Linked DNA regions of Mus musculus: region 1 is linked to region 2. The links are chromatin contacts, called in public HiChIP or PLAC-seq maps. All regions are on one chromosome and are shown on one strand. The core of a region is the stretch at or near the end of the contact, and the rest is flanking DNA. Distances in the headings are between cores, read along the strand shown.

Evidence for each region. HiChIP or PLAC-seq counts read pairs in DNA pulled down with a chosen protein or histone mark.
Region 1: an H3K27ac HiChIP or PLAC-seq map of embryonic stem cells shows a contact between it and region 2, with 2.8 times the contacts expected there. The contact joins two enhancer-like sites. A contact is called at or near these places in 1 of 39 promoter capture datasets (frontonasal cranial neural crest), 1 of 484 Hi-C or Micro-C datasets (embryonic stem cells), 2 of 115 datasets of contacts at active chromatin or transcription factors (both in embryonic stem cells) and 1 of 9 other capture datasets (embryonic stem cells).

The regions. Positions count from the first base shown.
Region 1 is chr5:113,927,461-113,933,565 of GRCm38.p6, forward strand. It overlaps the pseudogene Gm22056. Among named protein-coding and RNA genes, the nearest start is that of Coro1c, 22 kb to the left of the region's middle. Within about 2 kb of position 2,716, at least 131 of the 459 cell types and tissues checked have an H3K27ac peak or open chromatin away from gene starts, as enhancers often do. A contact at or near this core is called in embryonic stem cells, where this site is marked.
Region 2 is chr5:113,327,806-113,333,633 of GRCm38.p6, forward strand. No RefSeq gene overlaps it. Among named protein-coding and RNA genes, the nearest start is that of Mir7229, 6.2 kb to the left of the region's middle. Within about 2 kb of position 2,541, at least 5 of the 459 cell types and tissues checked have an H3K27ac peak or open chromatin away from gene starts, as enhancers often do. A contact at or near this core is called in embryonic stem cells, where this site is marked.

The DNA of each region.
Region 1 (6,105 bases), core at 1,466-3,965, 600 kb after region 2:
GTGTTGCTGAGACCTACCGTGTGCCGGTCATTGAGATCCAACTCTCCCTCAGACTGCATGTCTATTATTTATTTATATCTATTTATTTATTTTATTTGTGAGTACATTGTAGCTGTTAGACACACCAGAAGAGGGCATTAGATCCCATTACAGATGGTTGTGAGCCACCACGTGGTTGCTGGGAATTGAACTCAGGACCTCTGGAAGAGCAGTCAGTGCTCTTAACCACTGAACCATCGTCTCTCCAGCCCTGCATGCCTGTTTTTACAAAAGTGAGAACAGAGACTCAGAGAGGTTATGTGCATCCAGGAAGTGGCAGAGCAAAACTGTAACTCAGGTCTGCCCTGCTCCCCGAAACCTCTCATGACCAAGAAAGACAGAGAGATAAGCTCCTGCATTCATTTATTAGAGTGATCTTCTTTAAGTATTCAATTCAATTCAACAAGTATTTATTGAGCACATACTATATCTGGCACGGGTAGACCATGATAACCCTGCCCCAGCTGCTACCTTCAGGGAGTTCACTGTCCTGGGAATTCTCACAGGGTGCTCACACAGAAAGGCCATCTTGGCAGAGTTTAGAGGAGGTCCTTCCAGACATGGCTTATTGGAGGAGGCAGTTCTGTGATTCTGTCTGCCTCTAGTTGGTCTACCTGTGTAAGTCATTTGTATTCTAAGCATCCCCTGAAGGGGTGACCCACATTGTCCAGTGTGACTAAAGAAACGTCATCCTTAACTAAAGATCCCAGCCAAGCCCCCATCACAGCTGCAGCTATAGAAAGTGGGCTTGTCTCAAAAAAACAAAAAAAAAGTAAGAAAGAAAGAAAGAAAGAAAGAAAGAAAGAAAGAAAGAAAGAAAGAAAGAAAGAAAGAAAGAAAGTGGGCTTGAGAACAGGGTGATCATCACACTGTCCTAGTCAGGGTTACTATCAACGTCATAAACACCACCAATGCAAGATGGGGGAGGAGAGGGCTTACGGGCTTACTTGGCTTATGCTGCCTCATCATAGTCCATCACTGAAGAAAAGTCAGGACAGGAACTCAAGCAGAGCAGGAACCTGGAGGCAGGAGCTGATGCAGAGGCCATGGAGGGTGCTGCTTACTGGCTTGTTCCCATGCTTCTCATCCTGCTTTCTTAGAGAACCCAGGACCACCAGCCTAGGGATGGCCCCGCCCATAACGGGCTGGCCCCATCCATAATAGGCAGGGCCCTTCCCCATCGATCACTAATTAAGAAAATGTACAGCAGTTGGACTTTTTTTTTTTTTAATGGATCGCTTCAGGAATTTGAGTGTCATCCTTGCATAGGGGCCATGCTAATCTTCTCTGTATCGTTCCAATTTTTTTTTTTAATATATGTGCTGCCGAAGTGAACACAACTGCAATTGGATCTTATAGAGACATTTTCTCAATTGAGGTTCCCTCCTTTCAGATGACTCTAGGCTTCTTGAGTGGGTAAACAAAGTGGACAGCCTTGGAGCCCAGAAACAAAGCCCAACAGATGGGTCACAGACTTGGGGAGCAGAGGGTAGCCACCACCCCAGCTCACCTATGGCTTTTCAGAGTGAGGATTGACTTGGCTTTTTAGAGTGAGGATTGCCTGTGGCTTCAAGGAGCCATTGAGGACTTCTGGTACCTAGAAAAGCAGCTAAGGGATGGGACTGGGGATTATGGACTGTAGCGTTAGTGGCGCAGGCCGGTAAGGCATTAGACCCCAACCTAATAACGGACTGGCTAAGACTGGACGAATTGCAGTCTCAAGGCTAGCCCGGACAATTTTTCTAAGACTGTTAGAAAAATAAGGAGGCTGCCTAGCCTGTGTGAGGCCCTGGGTTCAATCTGCCTCCTTTCCTGTCCAAAATAAATCTACTTTGCAAGCCGGGCGTGGTGGCGCACGCCTTTAATCCCAGCACTCAGGAGGCAGAGGCAGGCAGATTTCTGAGTTCGAGGCCAGCCTGGTCTACAAAGTGAGTTCCAGGACAGCCAGAGCTGTACAGAGAAACCCTGTCTCAAAAAAACCCAAAAACCCCAAAAACCCTACTTTGCATATTCATGTAGCCATAGCATGGGTGTGGGCGGGGCGGGGCGGGGCGGGGCGGGGGAGTGTTATATCACCTCTCCGTGCCTCAGTTTCTCTCTTAGAAAACGTGTCACTGGACTGGAGAGATGGCTCAGCGGTTAAGTTCAAATCCCAGCAACCATATGGTGGCTCAAAACCATCTGTAATGAGATCTGAATCTGTAATGAGATCTGATGCCCTCTTCTGGATGACAGCTACAGTGTACTTACATGTAATAAATAAGTAAATAAATCTTTAAAAAAGAAAAGAAAAGAAAACGTATCACTAATACCTGTGACCTCATCACATGGGATCAACTCAGCCAGCCATCTAGTTTGACAGATCTGTGCAGACCCCTTCCAAGTCAGGGACTCCCGTTTAGTCTGCAGGTGTGTAACACTCCTCAGGCACGGGTCCTCCTGACTCCTCAGCACGGGTCTTCCTGGCTCCTCAGGCACGGGGTCCTCCCGGCTTAGGGTCACTCCTCCTCCATAACCTACAACTGACTGTCACCAAGACTGTATTTTATGGACTATCCATGAGAAACATCAGCAGCTCCTGAGACAACAGGGCAGTGAGTTGCATCTTGGAGAGACATAGGTTTGGGAAGTTCTGTGGGCGTGGCCGGGAGCGGGTCCAGGCAGGAAGTCAGGAAGCCTCTGGCCTGACTCAGGATCTCCTCTCTGGGTTTCAAAGAAGAAAACAGAGAATTAGCACTGGGTGTGGTAGCATCCATAAAGCCAACACTAGGAAGGCTGAGGCAGGGTAATTACTATAGACTTGAAGCCAGCCTGGGTTACAACGGGGTGAGACTTTGTCCCAAATAACAACAATATAAAAACAAAACAAAAAAGGTAGGCAGAGAGATGGCCCGGCTGTTAAGATACAGGCTACCTTCCAGAGGTCCTGAATTTGATTCCCAGCATCCACACAGAGGCTCATGAATTTCTGTGACTCCAGTCCCAGGGGATCTGATGCCTGGCTGACCTCTGGTATACACACACATACACACCGGCAAAATAGCCATACACAGAAAATAATAACTAATAAACACACTGCGATACAGCCTGCAACTCCAGCACTGGGTAAGTGGAGGCAGGAAGATCAGGAGTCCAAGGTTATCCTCAGCTATGCAGCAAATTCTAGGCCAACCTGGCTACAGGAGACCTTTTCTCCAAACAGCAAACCAAACTAAATCCAGAAAAGGAAAAAAAAAAAAAAAAAAAAAAAAGCAAAAGGGAAAAAAAAAATCCCAAAACCAAAAATAGAGAATTGAGAACTCTTCAGGAAATCTGCTTGAGTTAGATATGCAGCAAGCCTTGCTTCCCAGATAAATGTGTGTGTGTGTGTGTGTGTGTGTGTGTGTGTGTGTGTGTGAACTGTGCACATGTGTGCGGGAGATCTGGGACGTTTTTTTTTTTTCGGGACGTTTTCCTAATCCCTGCCCAGCTGCTGACTTTGTTCAGTCTGGTGCCCAGCCCGCCCAGGCCCTTCTTCGGCCAGAGCTCTCCTGCCAGGCGCCACCCCAGCCTTGTGTTGTGGCAGATGTTTTCGGATATACCATGGCAACCGCAGAACAGGATGTGCCTCTGCCTCTGGACGGCAGCAGCGCCAAGCCTACGCTCCCAGGCTGCCCTGTTCTCCTGTTCAGGATCCCTCCGGGGAAGAACTGCCCAGGACCTGGTTCTGGCTTTGAGAGTGGCAGATCCTGTACTTTGGATAGGGTCTGTCAGGACGGAGGTGTGCACATCCCTGCTCAAGGCTGCTTCTCTAGTGACCCTGTGTTTGTGACTCTTGGTCCTTAAAGGTAACGAGGAGGCAGGAAGCAGAGGATCTGGTCAGTGAATGGGTGGCCCATTGTTCTCAGACCATTATAGCTTGTCCTTGAAGGATGACTTGCGTCCCAACCTGGACCAACTACTTCACATTGTACATAAGACCGCAGCTCAGAGGGGCGTACTATGTGTTCATTGTCCAGTGATTTTCTTTTTCTTTTTTCTTTTCTTTCTTTCTTTTTTTAAGGTTTATTTATTTATTTATTTATTTATTATAAGTACACACCAGAAGAGGGCATCAGATCCCATTACAGATGGTTGTGAGCCACCATGTAGTTGCTGGAATTTGAACTCGGGGCCTATGGAAGAGCAATCAGTGCTCTTAACTGCTAAGCCATCTCTCTCCAGCCCATTGTGATTTTTTTCTATGTGTGCATGTGTGTGTGTGTGTGTGTGTGTGTGTATTTTTGGGAGGTGAGACAGGGTTTTTCTATATAATCCTGGCTGTCCTGTGATATATATATATATATATATATATATATTTTTTTTTTTTTTTTTTTAAATAGGATTTCCCTATGTAGCCCAGGCTGGTTTCAAACTCATAATCCTCCTGTCTCTGTCCTCCCAGCCATACAGCACAGAGCATGTGCCTGTGTGGAGTTCTGCATGTATTATTAGCAATCCTCATATGAGCAGACATTGCTGGCCCCACCGATAGCTCTGTCTTCACTACATTTTGTGTGCACAGCTGTTTTGTTGAGACAGGGTCTTAGTATGTAGACCAGGCTAGCTTTGAATTTAGGATCACCCCCCCCCCCTCCCTGGCCTCAGTTGCCTCAGTGCCAGGATCCACATGTGTGTGCCTATTTCAACCTCGGGCCCTACTTAGATATCCAATTTCAAGAACCATAGGAAACTTGGCTCTGATACAGCACTTTGGGGCGAAGAGCCCCCTCCCTCTTTTTCTTTACCTCTTTTCTGTTTTGTTTTGTTTGAGAAAGGACTCCACTATGTAGTTTTAGCTGGCCTGGAACTCACCATATAGTCCTGGCTGACCTCAGACACATAAAGATCCACCTACCTCTGCCTCCAGAGTCCTGGAATTAAAGGCATCCACTCCTGCCCCACCCTACACCCCAATTCTGCCAGAATATACCTTTTAAAAAATTCTTGCAATGGAATCTCACTTAGCCCAGGCTGTCCTGAGTCCATAGCCAAGATGAGCGTTAGATTTCTGGTCTTCCTGCCTCCGCCTCCCAAGTGCTAGGGTCACAGGTGGGCACCACCTCTCCTGGGTCCTCAGTTCCCTCCTGTCCTTAAGTTGCTAGTTGTCAGGCCTTGTCCCGACTGTGAATCTCCCTATCAGCTTGATGCTCCCAGCCCTTTGAACTGTTCCTGGCTTTTCTACATCTTCAAGAAGGTGGGCAGAGGCATGAGAGCGTCTCAGCCTCTGGGACAAGGTGAGACAAGCTTATCTTGAAAATGTGATTTCATGTAGCTCAGGCTGGCCTTGAACTTACTCTGTAGCCAAGGATGACCTCGAATCTCTGATCCTCCTGCCTTCACCTCTTCAGGGCTCGGCTTGCAGGCACATGCTATCATATACAAGTTACTGTTTACTCCCACCCCCCATCCCCACCCCCCACCCCTGCCATGGTGCTAAGGGTTGAAGTTCAGCCTTGTACCCACTAGGAAAATTCTTGATCCTTGAGTCACATCTCAACCTTGAGAATCGGGCTTTCAGTATTAGATGCGGGTACAGGTACGTCCTCCTCCGGCTTGGGAGTGAATAAATAAGATGCTATTGAACATTTTTATCTGCTGGAACAGTTTACCAAAAAAGTAATCTCAGGCTGAAACTGGGTTCTTTACATGTCTACTTTAGGATACATAGGCAGTTTCCCCTTAAAACATACTGAATACTGTGCTGGAGAGATGGCTCAGCGGTTAAGAGCACTGATTGCTCTTCTAGAGGTCCCAAGTTCAATTCCCAGCAACCACACAGTGGATCACAACCATCTGTAACGGCATCCGATGCTGTCTTTAGGTATGTCTGAAGACAGCTACAAAGTGCTGATGTACATAAAATAAATAAATCTTTAAACACACACGCACACACACACACACACACACACACACACACACGGTGAAGACCATATGAAAGAGGCATAGCCAAGGAGCATGGGGCATGAAGTGGTGCCGACTTCGTAGGGCCTTGGTCCATCTTCCCATAACACACAAAAAGACATCAGGGGCTTTAAAGATGGCGTG
Region 2 (5,828 bases), core at 1,291-3,790:
AGGACTCCCCCCAACCCCCAACCCCCAACCCCCACCCCCACCCCGCTCCCAAATAGGGTAGACCAGCCAGGGAACCAACAGACAGACAGACTCATCAGTAGCCAATAGTCTTCACATCAAAGACTCTTAAATGAAGTGTCCCACTGGGCCCCTCCCCAACAAGTTGAGAGTGACCCTGTTTGAATGTTAACTGCCTTGTCAGCCATAAGTGCTTGCTTACAAAGTCTTGGCCTTAGTGGAAAAGTACTATCTTAGTTGAGATTTCTGTGGGAAAAGTTGAGGCCTCTATGGGAAAGCACTACCCCCAGTTAAGAACAAATAGCTATAGATCTTGTGGACAGGTACCTAGCAACCCATTCTGTTCTGTTCCTCCTACTGAACTTTTTACCTAGCAAATATCCTGCTTTTGGGAACAGGTGCATTCCCCCAGAAACAAAGCAATTCTGCGTCACCCCCCTCCCCATATCCTGCTTCTATTGGGTATAAAACCTGCCTGGGAAAAATAAAGTTTGTCAGCTTGATCAGAATTTTTTGACTTGCTGTCCATTCTTTGTGTTTCTTGTCCTCCATTCTCTCCACAGGTGGTTTCTCAGACCCTGTTCGACTGTCTCACAAGTAGGGACACCAACAGTAGCTGACTTCCGTCTTCTCCTGCTCCCCTCCCCCAAAGAAATTCTTGACAAGGCCTGGCTGCAAAGGTTGACTTAAATTATCTGCTCAGGTGACTGAAGGGACCAGGTTCTGCCCTGGAACCTGGGCAGGGGGTCACTGCAGGAAGCACTGCTCTGTACTGAGAGCTAGCCAGCCCCGACCAGTGGTTCCTAAAGCAGCCTGTGGCTAGGGAATGCCTGAAGAGATGGCTGGTGTACAGGTGGTGGGGGTGAGGGATGGGGTGAGGAGGGCACTGTTTGGGGTTAGTCTCTGGACCATTTAACTCTCACTGTGAGGTCTTAAGAGAGTGGAAACCCACCAGGGCGGGTGGTTGGTCACGCCTCAATCCTGGTGACTTTTAAGAAGTTACCAAGCCTTGGGCATTCCATTAGAGTAATGGAAAATAGACTCAGAGGCCTTCACGACCTACCTTTTCCCCTCTGCTGCATTGGCAATGGCATGAGTCAGCCAGCCAAACCTGTAAATACCTTTTGGTGGCACCTTGCACGGGAAGCAACTTGCGCAGAAGCATGTGTGTGTGTGTGTGTGTGTGTGTGTGTGGCCAGCAGGTTGCCTGGAAACTGCTTCCCTCAGAAAGAAGACACAGCTTTTATTATGGTAGATGGCATACACTCTTGAAGTCCAAGAGTACCTGAGCCTTCATGATCTGTTAGCAGGAAGGGTCTCTGTGAGCACCCAGAGCCATTGCCTGACCATGACTGCTTCTCATAGAACATCCACCTGGCCTCTCCACCCCGACACCAACATGCCGTCTGCCACCCCTGCCTGGCCCACTCGCTCTTGTCACTGACTTCCACCATCAGCACTGGGGGAGTGAAGGGGTCTTGGGAGTTTTCTAGTCCTTAGACTTATATGCAGGAAGGTCTCTAGACTCAGCCATCACCTCTCCGGGCCATCTCCTCAGAGACAGTAACACACTGGAGGAGAAAAGAGACTTCCCAGGGTTAAGTGTCAGTGAGAACAGACCGGGGTGTGGTCACGCACAGGTAGCAGAGGGAATCCTGTCCTTGCAGCTCCTGGAGATCCCCCCCCCAGGGCCCCCAGAGTGACCTGCTCCAAACAGCAGAGTCCAGGGTCGGCACCTCTGGCGTGGCACTTGCAGGCCCAGGGATCTCCACTGTCCAGGTGAGCTGCTCTGCCTCCAGCTTCAGCTGCAGAGCCAATGTGTACTTTCTAGGGTCCTCGCTGCAGACGGTGCGCTTGTGCTCAGGCACTCAGGCTTAGGGACAACAAGCACAGCGGCATGCCAGCCTGGTCACCTGACACTCTAGTGACAAGTCCTTGAGACCTCATGACCTTGGTTGGGGTGTGGGACTTCTCCGTGGCACCCACCCACCAGTGCACTCAACCACTCACACACATCTCAACCTCAAGTGGCACGCAGCCAGCCATGTGCAGACGTCTAGTTACGTTGGTAAATAGGCGATTCAGAAAAAAACCAATTCCATCCCCAGGAGCATCCCAAAGAGCAAAGTACTTGGGAGTGACCCTCCCTGCCCCCCCAGCCAAGGAAGTCTGACACGCTACCAACTTTTGCTGAGGTTAAGGGCTCACAGTAAAAGAGAAGACAATGCATAATCATTAGCCAGGAACTTCCCGAGGGGTCTAAACATCAAATACAATGTTGCCGTGCTAATTCTTGGTTGCCAACTTGACTACCTCTGAAATGAACTACAATCCAGAACTTCTAAAGATCTCATGAAAAGGAATTAAAGAAAGGTCCAGGTGTGATGGTTTGTGCCTTTAATCCCAGAAGACAGAGGCAAGCAGATCTTTTGAGTTCAAGACAAGCCTGGTATAGAGCAAGTTCCAGGTAAAGAAAGACCTAAATCCCAGCATGGTAGTGCACGCCTTTAATCACAGCATTCAGGAGACAGGAGCATGCAGAGTTCAAGGTCACTCAACAAAGCAAATTCCAGGACAGACAACCTGAAGCAGTGAAGGAGTTAGAAAAACAGAAAAGAACAAGTGGGCCATGCCCCAGCCTCAGCAAGCAACAAAACTCCCGCAGCTTTGGCTACGTGACTTTGGCTTTGGCTTTAGAGTCAAGAATAGAGGGGACAGCTGGGACAATTATGCTGGTTAGCTGGAGCTAAGAAATGAGCAATGATTAAGAAGAGACCAGCATCACTGAGGTGAAATCTGGGAAGCATTTTCCGACAGCACAAAGAAGCTGTGTTCCAGAGATAGACCCTCCTCCTGGCTGCCTGCAGAAGACAGTCTCCTTCCCACTCTGTGGATCAAGAAGTAGAACTCCCAGGTCCTTCTCCAGCACCATGCCTGTGTGCACAATGCCATGCTTCCTCCTATGACGATGATGGACTGACTGAACCTCTGAAACTGTAAGCCAGCCCCAGTTAAATGCCTTGTCCAAGGTTTCCCTTCACAACAATAAAACCCTAACTAAGACAAACTTTTTCATCTAAATTCTATTGCTGGGTTGGGGGATGCTGCATAGCCTAGAGGGCACAATGCTGTGGATTCAAAACAACAGACTGTTGTCAATAGATGAACCAAACAGTAATTGTGCCACATATACACATGGAACACTATTCAGTCTTGATTTAAAAAAAAAAAAAAGCCAACCTTAATAACCATACAGATTTACAGGTAATTCAAGTTGTGTGTAGGGGGAGGAATGGGGGCAGTGTTTCTGCAGACAGAGACAGCCCAGTCTATAGAGAGCTTGCTATATACAGTGTAAGGACCCAGCTTCAAATCGGTTGAGGAAGAGACCTAAGGTCAACCCATACATGCCTCCACATGTCTGCTTACACATGTGTGCACATGAACGAGCATAAAGCTCACACACAGAGAAATCAACTAAAGTTGTCGGGTGATACCATTTGGATCCGATTACATCCCAAAGTGTTAAAGGTTTGGACCACAGTTCAGCGAGGTGGAAGGCAATGGTGAGGCTGAGAGAGAGGCATTAGAGCATGCCCTCAATGAACATTTTGCAAGATGCCAGTGTCTCTCCTCCCCGCCCCTGACCCCGTTTCACCCCATTACATGACCATGGCTTTTAGGCAACCGCAAAGCAGTGGGGCTGGCTGGCTGCCCCGCGTGCGGGCTGACACCTCCAAAACCCAGAGCCAAAATCAGCCTTTCCTCTTTTCCAGGTGATTTCTTCCTTAGGTATTTTGTTAGTGACAGAAGCCCAGCAAGCACAGAGGATTTACACAACCCAATCTAAGTGCTTCTGCCAAGCTTCACCTGCAAACACCGTAGTGGTGTACTGCGTATGGGCACACATATCAGTGGGGTTATCACAGGGCTTAGCAGTAAACTTACCTACCCGTGGCTAATTTGCGTTTTTTAAAAAAGAGATTTTGACTATTCATTAGAGGAATTGATACGTCTTTTCAACAGACAATCTCCTCGGTGGAGATGCTCGCATACAACAGACCTGAGCTGGGCCTGTACTTCACCCCATGCCTAAAAACGGAACCCGAAAGATGAAACTTTAAATGTAACACTGAAAATTAGGAAGCAAGCACAGGTAGATTTTTTTTTAAATGGCCCTCGTTTGGCAACTTATTGGGTATGACATCAAAGAAGCAAATGAAAACAATATACATTTTATATATGGCATGCTGTTGGTTTGACGAGGAGGGGCGGATGATGGGCATGTGATTATTTTATGTAGCAATTGTTTTTCTGTATATGTAAAAAAAAAATCTATACCTCAAACACGTCCCATCATTTCTAAGTGGTAGAAAAACTAATTGGCTAAGTTCCTCTGGAATTGAGTTTGTACTTAGATAATTATAACTTATCAACAACGTCACTTCCTCAATACTGAGTAAAAATAAACTCAGAATATCTGAAAACAAGAGATGAGGTGAGAAGAATGTGGGTAAAATACGTGTTCTAGTATTAAATATAAAAGTTCTTTATTCTCTGCCGGCAGGTGCCTGTGCCCCATGTGCATGCAGTACCTATACAGGCCAGGAGAGGGCGGGAGATCCTCTGCAACTGGAGTCACATGCGTGAGCTTCCATGCCGGTGCCGGGAATCGAATCCTTTACTAGCAGCCCTGTGCTCTCTGAACGAGTGAGGCATCTCCCTAGCCCCAGCTATAAATTTCTTTGTAAAACAAAAATACAGACAGCGCCATCTCTACAGCCCTGGCTTGGGTTGTTTCTATCCGTGTGCCGTCTGGGAAGACATTTGGAGACGGGGATTTGGGGACTACACCTTCCTTGTTTAATGACCGAGGACTGGGATGGATGACGGGGGTTCAAAAACCAAACAGTGGCACTGAAATTACATTTTCAGACGCACTTTTCTCGTAGGTAAGTAGGACTAATTGTTCATTTAAAAAAAAAAAAAACAAAAAAACCTTTCTGTGGGCTGGTGAGATGGCTCAGCAGATAAGGTGTCTGTGGCTAAGTATGAAAACCTGAGTTCAATTCTGCGATCCCACTTGGTGGAAGGAGAGAACAGACTCCTGTAAGTTGGCTTCTGACCTCCACCTTTGTGGTGTGGAAAACCACACTCCCACTTCACCGCCCCACCTCTACCTGTGCCTGCCTCAAAATAAGGGTGGGTGCAGCGCTCAGTGGGAGGAGCTTGCTCAGTATGCACAAGCCCCTGGGTTTACAGACACTGGAGAAAAGTGGAGTAGGGACGTGTGGGTTGTTGTTGGTGGTGGTGGTTTTGCATGATAATGGCACCCACAGGCTCCTAGGTTTGAGTGGCTGAACCCAAGTTGGGAGAACAGCTTGGAAGGATTTGGAGGTGTGGCTTTGTCGAGTCTGTATATTACTGGGAACTGAGCTTTAGGGTTCCAAAATCCCATGCCAGCCCCAGTGCCTCGACCTGCTGCCCGTGGATCGGGATGTAAAAAAAACAAAAACAAAAAAAAAAAAACACCTCTGGGCTACCGCTCTAGTGCTGTGCCTGCCTGCTTCCCTGCAGTGGTAGTCACGTCTAAACCTCTGACACTCAATGGACAATAGAGTCCCCAATTAAAGGCTTTCTTTCATAAGAGTTGTCTTGGTCATGGCGGCTCCTCACAGCAATAGTTATTGCTATGGACATAGTAAGGTATCCCCGAGGCGTTGGCAGGATGACAGGGCATCCACATGTCCAAACTCAGTAATATGTAGACATCGAATGTGCACAGTTTTCTGCATACGAAGGCTTAGAAT